Regions from separate parts of the Podarcis muralis genome. Here region 2 is linked to region 1. The links are chromatin contacts, called in public Hi-C maps. All regions are on one chromosome and are shown on one strand. Each heading gives the region's core, a stretch centred on a gene start, on an enhancer-like site or on the middle of the called end of the contact. The rest is flanking DNA. Distances are from core to core; before and after follow the strand shown.

Region 1 (3,000 bases), core at 273-2,772:
CTGGTGGATTGGGCCTGAGCTGATGCAGGCACTGGCATCTCTGTGATCTAGGTGGCAAGAGGAGACAACAGCACCTGTGCAAAACTAGATTTGGCACCTGACACCTCCTCTGGAGGTAGAGGCTTGCCAGCAGGAATTAAAGGAAGAGAAGGCTCTGGCAGGGCGAGAGGCCAGACTGGCTTGGGCTGAATGACAGAGCACTAGGTCCCTCCCCAGGATCAGCTCCTCAACTGCTGCATCCCCACAGGCAATTCTGATGTCTCAGGAGGCCTGAATGAGGCCCATCCCAATCCACTGTGTTCCTCCCCAAACACTGGCCTCCAGTCCTTCAAGCTCCTTTCACCACAGGACTCATGACATGTGTGTATTCAAGCTTAGTTACAGTCTGAGTCACAGGCAACTTCCCCCAGTTCACAGCATAAAAACACAAAGCAAAAAACACAAAATACGTAATAAAAACAAGAACAAAAAAACCACTCGCAAACCAGTAACTCCCTCCCCGGGCAGGTGCACTAGGAATAGGCCCTTTTCGGTGCTGGCCCCATATCATCTTCCATGAAGTTCACACATCTCTTGCACTAGTGCAGTGTCTCCCAACCTTGGGTCTCCAGCTGTTTTGGGGCTACAACTCCCATCATCCGTAGCTGGCAAGACCAGTAATAATGATAATGATAATAATAATGATGATGATAATAATTTTATTATTTATACCCCGCCCATCTGGCTGGGTTTCCCCAGCCACTCTGGGCAGCTTCCAACCAAATATTAAAAATACATGAAAACACCAGTCATTAAAAACTTCCCCAAACAGGGCTGCCTTCAGATGTCTTCTAAACGTCAGATTGTTGTTCATTTCTTTGACATCTGATGTGGTTGGGGATTATGGGAAATGTAGTCCGAAAACAGCAAGCTTGGGAAACCCCGCATATAGTGCCTTTTAAAGGAACTTCCAAGAAGTCTTTCTTTCGACCGGTGCTTTTGCAGCTCATCTGGGAGGGGTGCAATTCTCCATTTCCCATTGTTTGTTTGCGTGCCTGGGCTTGTCTTTTTTTTGGGGGGGGGGGGGTTGGGGTGTTTTGTGTACGTTGCCTTGTGAGGACCCCTGCCCTGGGAAGCGGAGCAGCCCCTCCGAATAGCAAAGACGGAGTCAAGCTCCTCCCGGGCCCCGAGGCGCCTCTGCCTACCTCCTCTGCCGGGCTGGTGTTCAGCACCAGCACCAGCCTGGCCGGCTCGCAGTAAAGGCGGAGGAAGCGCAGGAGGAGGCGGTCGATGCCCAGCCCGCGGGCGCACACCACCAGCCCGTCGTCGTGGAAAAGGTCCAGGAAGATCTGGTTCTCGTGCTCCAGCGGCACCGCAGCCGGAACAGCCGCTGAAGAAACCGCCATGACAAGTCGCTGTCAAACAGCCGCGGCTCCCACTGCACATGCGCAGACCGGGAAGCGAACTTACTACTGCGGGAATGAAGCCTCAGGCTCTCAATGCCGTAGAGATAAAAACCTGCAGAGTGACACGCGCACGCAGAATCCTTAAACTCCCCATGGAAATGGAAAGTCTCCGTTGTTCGCGGGTATAGGCGCGCGCCTCCCCCCTCCCCACCCACCCGCGGCCTTGCTGTGAAAGCGTCGCCTTCCCACGTGTTGTTTTAAGTCGGGAAGGAACAGTGGGGAAGTTGTTCGATGTTTAGACCGGAAGTGTGCGACTCTACATTTTTAGTTCCCTATAGATAAGGGGAGGGACGCAGGTGGCGCTGTGGGTAAAAGCCTCAGCGCCTAGGACTTGCCGATCAAAAGGTCGGCGGTTCGAATCCCCGCGGCGGGGTGCGCTCCCGTTGTTTGGTCCCAGCGCCTGCCAACCTAGCAGTTCGAAATCACCCCCCGGGTGCAAGTAGATAAATAGGGACCGCTTACTGGCGGGAAGGTAAACGGCGTTCCGTGTGCTGCGCTGGCTTGCCAGATGCAGCTTTGTCACACTGGCCACGTGACCAGGAAGTGTCTCCGGACAGCGCTGGCCCCCGGCCTCTTGAGTGAGATGGGCGCACAACCCTAGAGTCTGGCAAGACTGGCCCGTACGGGCAGGGGTACCTTTACCTTTATAGATAAGGGGAAGTGACGCGAGAGGGGGGAGGGGAAGAGAAACGCAGCATAGAAATAGGAAAAGTGTAGAGTGACAATGTGTGGTCGGGACTCGCAAGTCCCATCAGCTCCAGTCAGGGTGGCCCGATGGTCAGCGATGATGGGACTTGTAGTCAAACAACGTGGGGCGGGCGGTGGGCTCTCCGTTCCTGATTTAAAAGCAATAGCCGGATTACTGCAACCTCCCTCGGTTGCAAATAAAGGAGGGGAGGGCGGGCCGTGGCTGAGACACAGCGACTTCAGCTGCACAGAGATGTCGTCCACGATTCACATTGCAGGTTCGAAGTGGGGTTAATTCTTGTTCAGGTTCACCAGGCAAAACGTTGCTGCTGCGGCTCGTTTGTTTTCAAGAAGTTGCTTCAGCAAAGGTATCGGAGTAATGAAATGGCACAGGAAAACCTGTCTGCTCCACTGACTTACATACAGATGCACAGAACTTTTAAACGTCGTTTGGAGACTTGCGAAAGCGAAACGCCGCCAGTAAAAAGACCAGCGTCAGAGCACAGTCCTCTCTACGACTGCTCAGATGCCCAAAGGGACTTCCTTCCAGGTAAGTCTGTTCAGGATCGGAGCCTTAGAAAAGAGCGGAATCTCCCATCTCTTCTGCTGCTGGTGCTGCTACTTCCCCTTGAGTAGACTCCCCCTCTCGTCATCAGCGTGCGCGCTCCCGATCCACGCTGCCGGCCGGCGTGCGCGTCCTCCCCAGTTCTTCCCTTCGCTCTATGGTTCTTCTTTGCTGCTGCCGCTGCTAACGCCATGATCTTCCTGCTGGCCCTGTTTGCCAGCATCTTCCAAACAGGTGAGCGTTGCTGAGATCTGGGGGTGCCCAACTTTGCAGGCTGAGATCTGGGGGTGCCTCACCAGCCCT
Region 2 (3,000 bases), core at 290-2,789, 170 kb before region 1:
AGTAATTAAATTCAGCACAAAAGGAGGGGCATATGAAAGGCACCCTGGAAGGCCACTGACCTTAACTAAGCAGGGATTTGAAGCAGGTCTCTCTGATCCCAATCCAACTATATATGCAACTATACTGCACTGCCTCAATACAGTATGCTAGTATCACAGAGGTGAGCCAAAGCACACAGGTAATCCAGCCCCACAGGATAGAATGAACTATGTTGTCCATATAGTTGGGATTTTATCCTAGTTCAAGTCCCACCCATGAATCCATTGTGAAACCAGGCTCTCCAAGAACAGATCCACATTATATGCAACAATTATATGCACTTCAGATGTGCTAATATTTGGCACAGGAAACTCTTAAGTACGAAACAAAGTGCAGGTGCCTGACCCAATACCCACATTCATGCTTCTGGTAGCCCCAACAAAACTGTGGATGCCAGATGCACGTACAGTCATACCTTGGGTTGAATGTGCTTCAGGTTTAGCGCTTTCAGGTTGCACTCCACGGCAACCCGAAAGTAACAGAGCCTGTGTTACTACTTTTTCATTTTAGAATTTTGTTTGTTTGTTTGCATAATGTAATATCCTGCTACTGGGCCTCTGGCTCATTCATTATGTTACAATTAAAAAGTTTTAAATTATGGGGTGCAGAGATAGAGAGGGGGTGTCTTCAGTATAGAACCCCAGACTGGGCCTTTAGGCAAATCTCTCTCTCTTTCACACACACACACCCCACATCCTTCCCAATAGTCTTTTAAGCAAAGGTACAGAGGTACCTTAAAAAACTACAGGAGAAAAGGCACCTCTTGACTTCAGCTAAATCGTGCCCCCACTTAGAAACAGTCATTCGGTTGGACTAGATGACCCTTAGGGTCTCCCCCCTCCAACTGTACAATTCTATAATTCATGCGCTGACTCACTGTCTCTCGGCCAAGCACCCAATAAATGCCTCGTAAGTTGGGGGCGGGGCAATGAGACCAGTGTCCAACTTTACCCAGCGTCCTTTGCGAGAACTCCCAGCAGCCACTGGGAGGGGTCCCGCCACAAACTGGCCAACGGTCCGCTAGTGGCCCGCTAGCAGTGGTCCACTAGTAGAAGTACTTTCTCAACCGAGCTGTAGGCCGCAGGCTGGGCTTACCCCATACATACAGTTCTCCTCAGCCGCGAACACCCGCCATGGCCTACCTCAGCCGTCCAGCCACAGAGCCGCTTCCCCTCCTCCTCCTCCCGCGGTCCCTCAGAAGCGAGCGAGCGCGCCTCCCTCCGCTCCACATCGGCAGGCGCCGCACCCCGGCCTCCTCCCCACAGGCGAGATATAAACAATCCACGCTGCGCGCGCCCACCTCGGCCGCGCCCATTGGCAGCTCGGCTCGGCTCCCTCCCCTCCTTCCACGTCCGTTTCCTACCTGCGTCACTCCTCCTCTTGCTCCTCCCGCCCCCCGGCGAAAGGGAGAGGGCGGGGGAACGGCACCATCTTCCTCTCTCCTGATTGGACGCTTCCCTCGCTCAGCGCCCGGCATAGCGCACAAGTCGCACGCGCAGTACGGCGTGGTGACGCCAGTGACGCTTTCCCATCTCTCTCATTGGCAAACCCTGTTCCTCCCTCTTCAACAAGGAGGTGGAGATTTTCTGGCTCAAAAAGAGAGAGAGAAGGCGGTCTCCGAGATATGATTGGCTGAGAAGGAAGAGTCAATGGGTAAGGTGAGTTCTGCCTCATAGGACAGGAGGCAGCCGAAGAGTCTCTGGTGACTTTCTATTGGTTAAAGTTTACGTCACTCAGTCGTGGACGGAACAAAGGCGGGCAACGTGGTTCTCCAGCTGCCTTTTCATTGGACAAGATTGATGTCATTCATGAGAGGACGGGCAAAGCAACGCCCAGTTGTCTGTTCATTCGTCAAGGTTCATGTCAATCACCTGACGAAATCGGAAGTGGTGAGGATTGCTGAAGCAACATGGAGGAAGCCGCAGAGGGTGAGTGATTGATGGGCTTTGAAGGCATGGTCGCAGGGGAAGGTGATTGGATGTTAACTAGGCTTCCTGTACTTTTTAACATCTGTGGAGAAGCAGATGTTCAACAACAACGGGATAAACTGCGCCTGTCACATGAGTATCTGCTGTTAAAGCACAGGAACTTTTTCCAAAGAAATAAGAGCAAAGATGTTGAACCTGCCCTCCAGACGTTGCTGGATTACAGCTTTCTTCCTTAGTTGAGGCTAATGACAGTTGCGCTGATGCAAAAGAGAGAGGGGTGGGGGTTGTACCAAGATCCAAGTTTGGGGCAAGTGCTCTACAGTGAGAAAACCCCAGCAGAGGTTTAAAGCCACTAAATATGCAGCAAAGTAAAGCACGGAAATACAGGTTGTTAGATCTTTAAAATATGTCCCTCCAAGTGAGTTCTAAAATGTCCCCTTTAAAAGTTTCTTTCTAAAGTTTCCCTCTTACCCCAGCATAACAAGACGGCTACATGTTTGGTAAGTTTTAAAAAATGGTTTACTTACAAACTCTTCAAAGGTCAGGTTCATGTGCATTTCCATATATCAGTCAGAAAAGTTGCACAGGCAGTAAAACTTACCTTAGTTACAAAGTGGTGAAAGTCCCTAAATTATTGATATAGGAACACAAGAGTGGCTTGTGATCCATGTGGCCTGAGTAACCAGCTCAAACCTCTTCACGTGCTGAGCTCAGGTAGACTGTGTACAACAAGAGGCTTTAATACCTCTTTTCCCAAGGCTGGTTGAAGTGATGTAACTAAGCCTGGCAGGACAGCTTACTCTACCACTGATCAAAGTTGCCACTGCAGTTTCAGCATTTCAGAGCCACTTAGAAAATGAAGAGTTAAGGTTCATATTCAACTTCCTGTTGGTCTGGTGTGTGAGAAACAGTTGGCCCTCCAGATGTTGCTGAACTTCCAACTCACATCAGCCCTCACCAAAATGACTGGTGGTTAGGGATGATGGGGGGCCAAAGGTTCCCCACCCTGACATATACTTTTGTTCTTCACGT

The links. A called contact is a pair of places that touch in the nucleus more often than the background predicts.
Region 2: a Hi-C map of blood shows a contact between it and region 1, with 3 times the contacts expected there. The contact joins the promoter of SPSB3 here to the promoter of ERCC4 in region 1. A contact is called at or near these places in 2 of 3 Hi-C or Micro-C datasets (blood and tail).

Annotation. Positions count from the first base shown.
Region 1 is chr14:39,512,130-39,515,129 of rPodMur119.hap1.1, reverse strand. ERCC4 (ERCC excision repair 4, endonuclease catalytic subunit) reads right to left here and starts at 1,522. Exons shown (of 11, transcript XM_028706080.2): 1 at 1,185-1,522. The coding sequence starts at 1,385. It overlaps LOC114584321 (nucleoside diphosphate kinase 3), which reads left to right. Exons shown (of 6, transcript XM_077918487.1): 2 at 2,880-2,931. The coding sequence starts at 2,889.
Region 2 is chr14:39,680,082-39,683,081 of rPodMur119.hap1.1, reverse strand. SPSB3 (splA/ryanodine receptor domain and SOCS box containing 3) reads right to left here and starts at 1,539. Exons shown (of 7, transcript XM_028707189.2): 1 at 1,404-1,539. NUBP2 (NUBP iron-sulfur cluster assembly factor 2, cytosolic) reads left to right here and starts at 1,817. Exons shown (of 7, transcript XM_028707196.2): 1 at 1,817-1,968. The coding sequence starts at 1,950. All of the region lies in intron 1 of LOC114584321 (nucleoside diphosphate kinase 3), which reads left to right.